Linked DNA regions of Mus musculus: regions 2 and 3 are each linked to region 1. The links are chromatin contacts, called in public Hi-C maps. All regions are on one chromosome and are shown on one strand. Each heading gives the region's core, a stretch centred on a gene start, on an enhancer-like site or on the middle of the called end of the contact. The rest is flanking DNA. Distances are from core to core; before and after follow the strand shown.

Region 1 (4,517 bases), core at 445-2,944:
AGGAAAATGATCAGGGAAAAGGTGGCCTCTCCAGAATGTACCATATTGCCAACCAAACCGTAGAAAGAGATTTACACACACACACACACAAAAGCCTTAAGAAGATTATTGTTTTATAGATGACTTTTCAGAGGCTTCAGTGGGAAGTAGAAGATGGGTGAATAGATTGCTCCAGCCCTCCAGTCAGTGCTCATAAAACGGGGTGAAGGTTTCTCTTCTTTGCTTTTCTGACTGTATGGGTGTAAAGGCACAGAGTTGCTTACAGAAAGCACGCTCTGGATTTCAACCCACCACCAGTCTCCGAAGGACCCTGATCACTTCCTGTCCAGAGGCCTCGCTGATATTTCTATTTTCCTTAAGTTTCTAATTTTTTAATTAAAAAATGTTCCAAATAGTGTACTTTGATCATATTTCCCCGCCTCCAACTACTCCCAGGTAATTTCCACCATCCATGCAACTTCATGTAAATGTGTTCTCTCTTTGTCTCCAAACCACACAAGAAACAAGAACAAACCAACAACAAACAAGTGACTGAGAAACAAAAATCAAGACAAGCAGGCAAAAGACTCACAAGACGGGGAAAAAAGGCAAAGCAAAGCAAAGCAAAGCAACAGGAAAAAAAAAAAGTACACATTGAATTTGTTTTATGTTGGCCAACCATTTCCGGGGCCTGTCCTGGAGTGTGGTTCATAAGCCAAGTGAAATTCCATCGGAAAAATGGATCTATTGGAGATGACTTCCTGTTATGTGTGGGACTTCTCTGTCAACTTCTCCCCTATAGCCCTGGGACCCATACTGGCATGGACTTGTGCAGGCCGGCTGCATGCTTCACAGTCTCCGTGAGTCCGTATGTGCACCAGTCCTGTGGTGGTTGGAAGACATTGTCTCCTCGGTATTCCCCATCACCTCTGGCTTTCCTCTTCCTCTCCACCAGAGCTCCCTGAACCTGAGCAGAGAGATTTGATGAAGATGCCTGTCAGCACGTTGTCCTACTATGGATCTCTGTGTTGCTTCCCATCTACTCCCAGAAGCTTCTCCGATGTGGGTCGAGTGCATCACTGATCTATAGATATAGCAGCATGTCACCATGCTGACTGACATTTCTTAAAACTTAGAAATGAGTGAAGGGCTTCGCACACACTGAAGCAAGGGCAGCTCTGGGCCCTGATCACTTCCTGTCCAGAGGCCTCGCTGATATTTCTATTTTCCTTAAGTTTCTAATTTTTTAATTAAAAAATGTTCCAAATAGTGTACTTTGATCATATTTCCCCGCCTCCAACTACTCCCAGGTAATTTCCACCATCCATGCAACTTCATGTAAATGTGTTCTCTCTTTGTCTCCAAACCACACAAGAAACAAGAACAAACCAACAACAAACAAGTGACTGAGAAACAAAAATCAAGACAAGCAGGCAAAAGACTCACAAGACGGGGAAAAAAGGCAAAGCAAAGCATAGCAAAGCAACAGGAAAAAAAAAAGTACACATTGCATCCTTGCTTTTCCTCACGGAGAGCTTTCTTCTTGCCAGTTTTCTACAGAGTCACTGGTAATGTTCGCTGTTTTGCTCAACCCAGAGTGCTTCCCCTCATTTTCAGGGGTATGAAAAGGTCTATTAAAAAGGCTTCCTAGATCCTTTCAGTTAAAACAAAACCTGGGGAAGTGTCACTGTGCCGTTAAGTGTGGCCACTTGGTGGCGCCAAAAAGTAACCTTAACCCTTACAAAGAGCAATAGAAAGATAAACAGACACGCTTTTGATAAAGGTGTATTGCGACTGTGTACTTCTTCTTCTTTTCCCTTTTTATTTAAAATGAAGATGGTCAGTAGTCCAAGGAGTGAGTGTAAACTGGAAAAGTCTCTCAGTTCTTTTATCCTTGACCTATTTAAACTCAACTGCCATGGCTTTCAAGTATGTTCCTTGGGGAACTAGACTGAAAAGTGATGTCTGATGTTTACAGAGCCCTGGATACATGCATCACACGGTTTAGCATATAAATATTTCTATTGTTCATTTTTTTGTGAGTTTTCATTTTTCAAATCCTTACCACACTGTAGTTAGAACAGTATCCGTCACTGTCAATTTACATGGAGAAGCTGACTCGAGAGTGATAGAGCCGGGATTTGAACCCACCATCAGTCTCCAAAGGCAGAGATTTCATCTCTGCACTTGGTTTGTGTCCAAATGATTCTTTATAGGAAGGAAGTTTACTTCCATGACATTTGTACGTATGGTGTGTGTGCATGTACATTTGTGCATGCAGATAAGTATGCATGTGGTTCCGACCCAACTTGATGGCTGGTGAGTGCCTTCCTCTGTTGCTTCTCATCTTTTTTTTTTTTTTTTTTTAAGACTTCTCGCTGATCCTGTGGCTTCTTCTTTTGTTTAGATTGGCGGTCCAAGCCCCAGGGCTGCCTCTGTCTTTGCCTGACTAACATTAGGATTATACATGTGTGCTGTGGTGCCTGGCTTTTGTATAGGTTCTGAGGATCTGAACTCGGATCCTCATTATCCATTTGAGTCATCTGCCCAGCCAGCTCTTCAATAATTTTAACTCCTTGAAAAGAAAGGTTTTTAAAAGAAAAAGCCTTTTAAACATCCCCACCCCCACCCCCAATATCAGAAAGAACATTTGCTGCTGTACTTTTAACATGGGAAAAAATGACACTCACATAATTTTCCTTGTTTCAAAATTTCAAGTTGAAGCTTGTTCTTAAAGATTCACAGGCACATTTGGTCAGGGACTCCAACAGTGCCAGGCTAATGCTTTTGGAGTCTAGCAGTGCCAGATAATTCCTGCTTTAGCCTGAAGTCCCTGGGCAGCAATCTCCAGCAATATTCTCAGTTTCACGAGGCAGTTGTGTTCTTCACTTTACTGTTAGAAAAGGAACTTGACCCTTGGCCTGACCTTCCCCCTCTATTACAGCCTGAGGGACGAGTGGCTAACTCTCCAAGCTGAGCCCTATAAAAGAGGTGAGATGCCCTTTCTCAAAGTCTTAGGTGGGTAGTGATAGAGAGAGACACCCAGTACACATGCACATATCTCTACACATGAATTGCTCAACATGGCTTTAGTGTCTCTTTTTTACTTTGCTGTTCCTGTTATTTGTTGGTTACAAGGGATGTGCTAGTGGGAATCATGGGACTCTATTTTGGATGCTGCCAACCACAAGTGGAGCCTTCTTAGCTAGTTAACAAATTTGTGCTATTATCACTGAGGCATGCACAGAGAGTCCTGAGAGGGACCTAATCAACCTGGGATCCCAGTGCTATGACAACCTCAAAGACCATGTTCCCTTTGCTGGAGAATGGTTTATAGGTCCTTTTCTCTTGACAGGAGAGTTTTGCCTCTCTGCCTAATAAGTGTCTATGCTGGAAAAGCAAGGTAAGAGCTGGATGAATGGCAGCAGGAACTGGGAGGTTGGCAGGCTTGTTGCAAGGATAAAAATAAGTTGACACCGACTTCATGCAGCTCTGTAATTTGGTTGCTGGGATTCTCTGGTCAGTGAGAGAGTAGTAACTACTGGCCAACATGTGGGGTTTGGGTTATCTGGGAATTGTAATTACTCCTTTTTGTCTTCTCTTTAAAAAGACAATGGACATCTGGCTATATAAGCAGAAAATTTAGAAGCCACAGCACCTTTTGAAATTTACTTCTAGGTTTATGGAGTGAGACAATGCCTTTGGTGATGGGGATAGAAATCTCTTTTTATCTCCAAGGATTCTCTGCATTACTGCGGCTTCTGCCTAGTTTGGACTGAGCTGGAATCTTCTGTTTGCAATCATTTTTCATCTCTGAGAAGCATGCATGGAACCCTTAGGAGGAGTTGTGGATTATGTTTTTAGTACTTTGTGTGTCTTTGAGGAGAAAGGGCCGATCATCAGGTGTCTCCCTCCTTTTGGAAAAAAAAAGCTTTTGTTTCTAATCTAGATGGGTAGGGAGACTGGAACAGAGACAGAATATAATGAAGATCCTGTCCTCTGGTCAAGACATTTGGATGAGTCTGTTATAAAGTGTTTTAGTTATGGGATATTTGGATGTCTGTTATAAAGTGTCTTAGTTATGGTTTCTATTTCTGTGATAAAAAACATCACGATCAAAAGAAACTAGGGGATGAAGAAGTTTATTTCTGTTTACAGTTCCCGTCACAGCTCATCACTGAGGGAAGCCAGGGCAGGGACTCAAACAGGGTAGGAGCATGAGGCAGGAGCTGATGCAGAGGCCTTGGAGGGGTGCTGCTTACTGGCTTGCTCCCCCATGGCTTGCTCAACCTGCTTTGTTATAGTACCCAGGCCCACCAGGCCAGGGATAACACCACTCACAGTGAGCTGGATCCTCCCAAATCAAATATCAATCAAGAAAATGCTTGCCCAACAACCAGTCTGGTAGGAAGATTTTCTCAAAGTTCTCTCTTCCTGAATTACTCAAGCTTGTATCAAGTTGACATAAAATTAGCTAGTATGTATGTGTGTGTGTGTGTATATATATACGTATATATATATATACACATACATATATG
Region 2 (4,156 bases), core at 752-3,251, 83 kb after region 1:
GGCAGCCACAAGCTTGTTTTGCATTTGTCACAGTTGGTGTCAGAATGAAGTTTACTGATCATAATGAAGCAAGCTGAACTAAGTGAGAGGTGGGTCAACAGTCGCTTGCTTGCTAGCAGAGGGAAGCTTAATTTTCTGAAGAAGCCAGTGCTGCTCTTATGAAATGTCAGTGTGCTGACATTTTCCCTAAGAAGTCAGGGTTGATACTGGAGTCCTGAAATTTAATCTGAAGACCAGTGGACAAGTATTATGACAGTGGTTAAGAACCACAACACATCTGGGGTGCCTGCATTGCTTTCAGGTTCAGAACACAATCAGTGCTGTTTACAAAAGGAACCTGGCTTTTCAAAAAACGAATATTAATGTCTTATTGCCTTATGGATTAGAGAAATTCTTTCATTTTCCACCTCATAATTGGTTTATCAGGATGGTGGTTAAATCCTCAAAACGGTCCTGAGTTTTCGGCAAGGCTGTCACTTATTTGCACTCTGAATCCTATATCCCTGGCAACTGAAAATAATTTAAAAGAAAATTTGAAGATGGAGGTCTATTTTGGATAAGAATCACCAGAAGTCACATGTTTGTGACTCTGTGACTAGGGCCAAGAGGTGCTGCTTCTATTCATGAGCTTGTTGACCTTTGAGCTTCCCGACACCCCCACCTGTGTCTATTGTAGATGAAGAACGAGTGGGTGTGAGCTCAGGAAGGTTCAGGTTTGGTGAAGAAGTTTCCATTATAGTTTTTTTTTTTTTCTGGTAGATGACAGTAGTTTCAATAGACAAAATAAGTCTCCAAATATTTGGATTAAAGACGTGTATGCAACTGACTAGCCTTTTAAACATCCAAGTAAAAGGTATACCCCAAATAAAATATCAGTCAGTTGATTTGTTTTTATGAAACTATAGTTTTAAGTGATAGAATTTTTTTTTTTTTGGTTTTTCGAGGCAGGGTTTCTCTGTATAACCCTGGCTGTCCTGGAACTCACTCTGTAGACCAGGCTGGCCGATAGAATTTTTTTAAGACGCCATTTTTTTATCCTACTGTTCATTGACAGTTTATCTTTTTGGTCAATATTGATCATCCTGGAAGAGATGGAATTACTGAGAACCACAAATAATGAATTATCCTTCATCTTCAATTTGCTGTTATTCACTTTATCTTTTTTTTTCTGTCTTAAACATGTTAAGAATATTCCTTAAAGACCCAATTTGTGAAATGCTTTTTAAATCTGCAATATGAGCAACTTTGCCTTTTAACTCCAATAACTTTAAAACCAACTTTATTAATCACCAGCAAAGTTTTCTGTGACTTTTTCCAATGGGCTTGAACACCAGCAGCTGCGACTTGATTAAGCCTGGGGCATTGGGAGTCATGTAGGGTGTGCACATCTTTGTTTGGTACTGCTGCTGTCTGGGACACAGTATCATTTACAGATACTAAATCCTTTGCAGCTCTCCCAGAGACTCAGGCATCATTCTTTCAGCACCTGGGGAGCTGCACCCAGCTGCTAGCACCAGTTGCTATTTCACCAACAGGAAGAAGTCTTTCTTTCTAATTATCCTACCAATTGACCCATCAGTCCTGTTGCAGTGACTTGTTAGACATAAAAAAAAAATTGATTGGATGTAAATATTCTCTTGTTTCAGGTATATTTATTATCTTAAAAGTGGCAGTAGGCAACAAGAATAATGAGAACAATACAAAATGTAGTTAATTCAACTATTGGTCTGTGTGCTGCAGGAAGCAGAGCTGGAGGCATGGGGCCCTGTAAGCCCCTGGGAACCCAAGTGATTCCACAACATACCCCCAGATACCTGGCATGGAGTTGCAGAGCTTGGTTTCTGCCCTGCTGTCTTTCACCCCTGCTTTTTGATATGACCAGCCCCTGCCCAGCCCGGCCTCTCCACCTCTTTTGGAGTATTTTTTCTGTGCCTTTGCGTAATGTAATGACATAACTTGTTTTTTAATGCTATGGGACTCAGTTAAGAGGTTGGTTGAGTCTCAGAAGTGGCTTTGAACTTTAAACTGGTATCAGAACTAATAAATATATGGGGAATTGTGAGGGCTGACTGAGTGGACTGGATGGACTCCCATTATGAGATGGCTGTGGGCCTGAGGAGACCGTGATTGGGAGGAGATGGCTTAAATGCAACGTGTTCGGTCAGGTTGATAAATGGTGGACTTGCGGTAGCTAACGTGGACTGACAACTTGACAAGATTTGTAATGACTTTAGAGACCAGCCTCTAGGCATGCCTTTGATGATTATCTAGAGAGTATTTGAGGTAGGAAGCCCCATGCCAACATTAGGTGACATCATTCCATGGGCTGAGGCAATCAACTGACAAAAGCTGAAATATAGCAGAGCACCATCCCTCATGCCCAGCCTCCTGACTATGGCTGCAGCTCCTGCAGCCTGCCTCCACTTCCCGGAACTCACTCTGTAGACCAGGCTGGCCTCAAACTCAGAAATCCGCCTGCCTTTGCCTCCTGAGTGCTGGGATTAAAGGCGTGCGCCACCAGGATGTTTAAAACAGTAGAAGTAGGCCGGACATGGTGGCACACACTTTTAATCCCAGCATTCGGGATGCAGAAGCAGGTGGAGTAGACGAGGCCAGCCTGGTCTACAAAGTGAGTTCCAGGACATCCAGGGCTACATAGAGAAACCCTGTCTTGAAAAACCAAAAGCAACCAACCAAACAAAAAACCAAAAAACAAACAAACAAACAAACAAAACCCAAAACAAACAAAGAAACAAAAAACCCAGTAGAAGTAACAAGTACTTTATCAAGGCATGGCTGGTGATAAGAAGGCAGTTTTGTTTGTTTTTAAGTGTTGAGAGGGATATGCAAGTTTTAGTCAGTTTATACTCTCATTTTTCTAGGCTGGAGGTCTCATCTAATTTCACTTAGAATGTGAAAGCCAAGTAAATTATTTCTTTGGGACCCATATCAAAACTATAATTTGTCTCTTTTAAAGGGCATCTCCAAGATACATTTGAAAGTCAGCATTTATACCTTTCCCATAGTTTGTGGTAATATCTCTTTATAATTCAAACATCCCAAGTAAAGAACTTACAAAACAAACCCATGTACAGTAGATAATAACCAAACCAAAACCACAACAAAGTCCCTAGGACTAAGCTCAGCCAAGGAGACAGAAGATGGACTTTGAGACATTCAAAGCTAACACTGCTTCAAGGAAACAGGTAATTAAAGAAAAGATCTCTCATGGAGTGGTGTGGAGTGGGGGGTTGGGGGGAGCAACATTTCAAAAGCATCCAGTTTCCAAAGGAACTGAAAGGTGTAACACAATCTCTGCCAGAATCACAGTATAACATTTCTCACAGAGAAAAAAATTAATATCCTCTCAGGATCACAAGCTCACAAAAGAGCCAAATCAATTTGAGTAAGAAGAACAGAGCTGATACCACTGAAGTTGTCAGTTCCAAAAAGTATCATGGAAGTGCAGAAATGAAGTGTGGTGCTGGCCTTCAGGATGGATGTTCAAGCAGCGAACAGAAGAGAAGGTGTGGATGAAAACCCCAGATAAGTCAACTGATTTCAAGGAGGAAGCCAAGGCCAGGAGATAGAAAGGAGCACTCGTCTCAGCAAATGCTGTTGAAAGAAACACACACCCACATGCAAAGGGTAAGACTGATCTCTGCTTTTGATCCATGCACAAACTAAATATAGACTGAAGACTAAAGCAAACCATGGAAACTCATCCACTGGAAGAAAGCATAGAGGGAAATCTTTTTTTTTTTTTTTTCTTTTCTCCAATTTAAGGGTTTCTTGTTCTGGAATAGGCAAGTCCAGAGCACTGAGGTCTGGCCTCTAGGCAGTTAACTCTAGAATCCCAACATATAATAGAGGCTCGGTCCCCAAAAAACAGGAGCTAGAGAAATACTTCACTGTCAGAGGTTCTGCTTACTGGACCACAGGTCCTCTGGACACCGAGCTGGCCCGGTCTCCTCTAAGGCATTTAATAATATTAGTAATTAAATAGCAATGCTCATCCCCCAAACCGGAATGTACGACAGGTGTCCCATTGTGTCATGTGGTCCTGTGGGGTCTGGTCCCATGAGGTCTGGTGCTCAAGAGATGGAAGGGGGCGTCTAGAGGGAAATCTTTACAACTGTGCTTTTGGCAACAGTTT
Region 3 (4,438 bases), core at 351-2,850, 110 kb after region 1:
AATAAAACTTACTTGGTCAGGATGGATGATTGCTTTAATGTGTTCTTGGATTCAGTTAGCGAGAATTTTATTGAGTATTCTTGCATCGATATTCATAAGGGAAATTGATCTGAAGTTCTCTATCTTTGTTGGATCTTTCTGTGGTTTAGGTATCAGAGTAATTGTGGCTTCATAGAATGAGTTGGGTAGAGTTCCCTCTACTTCTATTTTGTGGAATAGTTTGTGCAGAACTGGAATTAGATCTTCTTTGCAGGTCTGGTAGAGCTCTGCATTAAACCCATCTGGTCCTGGGCTTTTTTTGGCTGGGAGTCTATTAATGACTGCTTCTATTTCTTTAGGGGATATGGGACTGTTTAGATCATTAACTTGATCCTGATTTAACTTTGGTACCTGGTATCTGTCTAGAAATTTGTTCATTTCGTCCAGGTTTTCTAGTTTTGTTGAGTATAGCCTTTTGTAGAAGGATCTGATGGTGTTTTGGATTTCTTCAGGATCTGTTGTTATGTCTCCCTTTTCATTTCTGATTTTGTTAATTAGAATGTTGCTCCTGTGCCCTCTAGTGAGTCTGGCTAAGGGTTTATCTATCTTGTTGATTTTCTCAAAGAACCAACTCCTCCCATAATTAGCCTCCAAACGATGACACCATTGCATACACTAGCAAGTGTTTGTTGCAAGGACCGTGATATAGCTGTCTCTTGTGAAACTAGGCCGGGGCCTAGCAAATACAGAAGTGGATGCTCACAGTCAACGATTGGATGGATCACAGGGCCCCCAATGGAGGAGCTAGAGAAAGTATCCAAGGAGCTAAAGAGATCTGCAACCCTGTAGGTGCAACATTATGAACTAACCAGTACCCCGGAGCTCTTGACTCTAGCTGCATATGTATCAAAAGATGGCCTAGTTGGCCATCACTGGAAAGAGAGGCCCATTGGACAGGCAAACTTTATATGCCCCAGTACAGGGGAACGCCAGGGTCAAAAAATGGGAATGGGTGGGTAGGGAAGTGGGGGGCGGGGGAGGGTGTGGGGGACTTTTGGGATAGCGTTGGAAATGTAATTGAGGAAAATACGTAATAAAAAAAATATTTAAAAAAAAAAAAGAAGAGATATTCCTTGGAAAGTGACTTCCATGTTGGAAAAGGGGTAGGTGAGACACACTGGGGGATGAAGGAGATGCGGATGACTGAAGAATGTGGTGGATCATAGCAGAGCATGGACTAGAAATAGGAAATGGACCCAATGTAAGAAAGGCTTCTATCTTAAGTTGGGTTCTCTCGAACCAGATGCTGAGACGATTTGTGGCCAGGTGTTTACGGTTTGTGCTTCCAAGACTAGAGCCTATAAGGAGAGGAGGGTGTTTAGCTGGAACTGCTTTCAATAAAGGCCTTTGTGTACTGTACAGACTGATGGGGGCTTCTGCCCCTCCACTCTCGGGGCCAGGACTCTGAGAGTCTACCTGAGAGACTCAGCTATAAGACCAGCAGCTCATACTCTGTTCCTCGAACTGGAAAGGGAAACTTTGGGCTGTTGCAGGTACCTTGATGTCTGCCCTGTGTATGGCCAGAGGTCAGTGACTCAGAGGGTGAATGTGCAACAAGGCAGGCAGCTGGGCTTGTGGCCAGGGGACATGGCATGGAGGCTGGGGGTTTGAAGGTTTTCTTAGGAATGAACTCTGGTGGAGAAACTGGGTAAGCTGAACCACACCGGTCTGTGTGAGGTGTCCTCTTTTAGAGCAGCTCAGTTATCTTATCAGCCACTCTCTAGGATACTCATTCCAACACTCCTGGTTGTCTTTGGAAACAGAAAACAGGCAATAGTATAAACGAATGAATGTATACGTCTGTGGCCTAGGAAAATCCTTGCCCCTTTTAAGAGTGTCCAAGTACTAATGTTTACAAAAGCTCTCTATGATTATATTATATTTCACTGACTGTTTCTCAGTCAGTACTTGAATGTAATATTCCCACCTAAGAATGACACTTCTTTAATTCCACAAACCATGTTCCTGTGTCAGGCCACCACAAGGGATGCCAGCTGCAAAGGGTTACATTCTCTTTCATATGTGACTATATTCTGTATATCTAAATCACTAAACTCACCTATAAAGTGACATTTTAAATATTTACCAGAAAGACCAAGTGGATTTAGGAAAACTGCATGCTGTCTGGGTGAATCGGATGACAGGAGTATGCACTTAGTGTTTAGATGTCCAGTCTGATCTCCACCGTGAATCACTCTGGCTCTACTTCTCCGCCCAGTATCTGATCCTGAGAAGATCCTGAGAAGCAGCGGAAATGACTCTCGGTCAGATCCTTTCACTGGAAAGATGAATCATGCTAATTCATAAAATACCACTCTGAGCTCTGGCCTGACAGTTTAATAGCTTTTTCCTTTAGTCAGTTGGTGTAAGAATCTAATTTTGAGCCTATTCATTTATCCTAAAAGGTCAATGTAATTTCCTGAGAGGCCCCGTGGTCCTGCTTCTAACACAGCACTAATGCTAGCACCAAGTTGTGAAAAGATAAAGCTCGCAGATGTCTCTCTTGCTGACTACTGAACATCTGTTCAGATCCACAGGTACAAAGTCTTCACCTGAGCGTCACGTGAGCCCTTTGTTCTTATATCACAATTAAACTATATGCCGTGTCTTCCCTGTCCTCTAGAAACTCTCTTTCATTTGGTCTGCCACACTTGCTTTGATCATGTCCCCCATCAATGCATCCAAATAGCCTACAGTTGTTCACCTGAGGCTAACCCCCAGATAGACCTCCCAGGGTACTCTTCTCATGATAACCTGTGAGGCTTCCACTCAGCCAAGTTGACATTTTTCCCTAGCTAGGACTTGCACATCTATGCACACCTGCACACCTTGTACTCTGTATTGCATCAAAAGGTCATCACCTGTCCTGAGGAAAGCCTTTCAAACGGAAAACATTATGAAGAACAATGGTACAAGAGGCAGTGTTTCCAACTGGAGGCTTGGTAGGAGGAGTGTCTAAAAGAGACTGTTGCAGTTCTTCCTAGTTCTTTCTTTTATACTGTTGAAAATAGGGTGAATCATTTCCTTGATGTGAAAAGGCTTGCTGGAATTATATGCTTCGATGAACTCTGGTATTACATTGTTTTACATTATAAGGATTAAAACACATCACCTGGTGAGACAAGACTCTGATTGTGAAAAATTATACCAGAAACAGCTAACTACAATTGCAACTACTTCAATATCGGAAAAGGAACAAAATATTCTGACTGAAGTGCTTAGAAAGAAACAGCATTTGGTTTGGGCATTGGAACAGAAAGAAGAATAGGAGATCTGAAAGGAGTCCTAAGAGGAACAGAGCCTGAAGATTCCTGGGGAGGTGTGCCCTCAGTAGCTGTGTTGGAGGATGCAGAGTTAGGGTGAGAAGTGATCCGGGATAATGAATGGTACTCGGGGGACAGGGGACTTTGATGCCATGGGAAGGATTTCCATTTTGCTCTTAACAGAGAGACCTGTTGAGAGTGTTTTGAGTGGGTCTGATTTGTAGCTTTGTTACTCAGCTGTGGGAAGGAGTATCTGAAGAAGCTCAGGCATGAAGAAAAGAGTGGGACAGAGGGTGGTCAGGGCTGCCTCACTTGGACTATAAGAAGACAAGCTTGGGAAACACTGCATTCTCGCAGTAGGGAAGTCTTACAATGGGTTGTATATGGCAGAGGGGAAAACAGTTGAAAAGATCATAAGGTTTCCTATTTCAGCACAACAACAAGCCCCAAATGGTCCCCATTGATTCCCCACTCCTTGGCTTCACCCACACTCATATGGGTCCTTCCCTAACCGAACAAGGGTTATTCTCTTTGGCCAATTGAATATGCCAGAAGCGATGATGTGCCTCCATTGACATTTTGATGAGAGCCAGAGCCTGAACTACTCAGCCAAGTTTCCCAGACTCCTAACACTCAGAAAAAAAAACTTCTAAGTTTTCAGAATTTGTTATGCAACAGCAGACACCAAATACTTTGGATGACTAGGACAATTTTGATTAACTATGAAACAAAGCAGAGGAAATGGGAACTAGTTATATCAAAGGAATGAAACTTTCTGTTTTTAGAACATACTTTGGCTGTGACAGCTTCCTGCTCCCTCCCTGCTCCTCGGGGATCTGGGGATGGACACAGACTAGGAATTCATTCACAGAGTGCAGATGGTGCTTCCAAGATGAATAATTCATCAGAATCACTTGACAAACTGGTGGCTGGATCAGACCCCCTAGTGTCCTGGTTCTGCTGGTTTGAGGATGGGTCTTGAACTAGTGTTTTAAGTATTGTTCATGATTTGGGTTCAGGAATCAGTCTTGGTACCATTAGTACAGTATGAAAGAAGGAGATGCAGAATGCTAACATGTATTATAACTAACAGTTCTGTGGGCCTCTGTGGTTTGGGTTCTGATGCTCCCCCAGAT

Evidence for each region. Hi-C and Micro-C count contacts between places; a contact is called where the count stands out from the background.
Region 2: a Hi-C map of the N1E-115 cell line shows a contact between it and region 1, with 4 times the contacts expected there. The contact joins two enhancer-like sites. A contact is called at or near these places in 7 of 484 Hi-C or Micro-C datasets (the AtT-20 cell line, the N1E-115 cell line, cortical neurons and 2 more).
Region 3: a contact with region 1 is called in a Hi-C map of the N1E-115 cell line, with 9 times the contacts expected there. The contact joins two enhancer-like sites. A contact is called at or near these places in 6 of 484 Hi-C or Micro-C datasets (the N1E-115 cell line, adipose-derived mesenchymal stem cells, cortical neurons and 2 more) and 1 of 9 other capture datasets (embryonic stem cells).

The regions. Positions count from the first base shown.
Region 1 is chr10:25,679,752-25,684,268 of GRCm38.p6, forward strand. No RefSeq gene overlaps it. Among named protein-coding and RNA genes, the nearest start is that of Gm36543, 32 kb to the right of the region's middle. Within about 2 kb of position 1,695, at least 7 of the 459 cell types and tissues checked have an H3K27ac peak or open chromatin away from gene starts, as enhancers often do. A contact at or near this core is called in the N1E-115 cell line, where this site is marked.
Region 2 is chr10:25,762,445-25,766,600 of GRCm38.p6, forward strand. No RefSeq gene overlaps it. Among named protein-coding and RNA genes, the nearest start is that of Gm36543, 50 kb to the left of the region's middle. Within about 2 kb of position 2,002, at least 1 of the 459 cell types and tissues checked has an H3K27ac peak or open chromatin away from gene starts, as enhancers often do. A contact at or near this core is called in the N1E-115 cell line, where this site is marked.
Region 3 is chr10:25,786,576-25,791,013 of GRCm38.p6, forward strand. It overlaps 4930401C15Rik (RIKEN cDNA 4930401C15 gene), which reads right to left. Exons shown (of 5, transcript NR_045349.1): 3 at 2,126-2,277. Among named protein-coding and RNA genes, the nearest start is that of 4930401C15Rik, 49 kb to the right of the region's middle. Within about 2 kb of position 1,601, at least 35 of the 459 cell types and tissues checked have an H3K27ac peak or open chromatin away from gene starts, as enhancers often do. A contact at or near this core is called in the N1E-115 cell line, where this site is marked.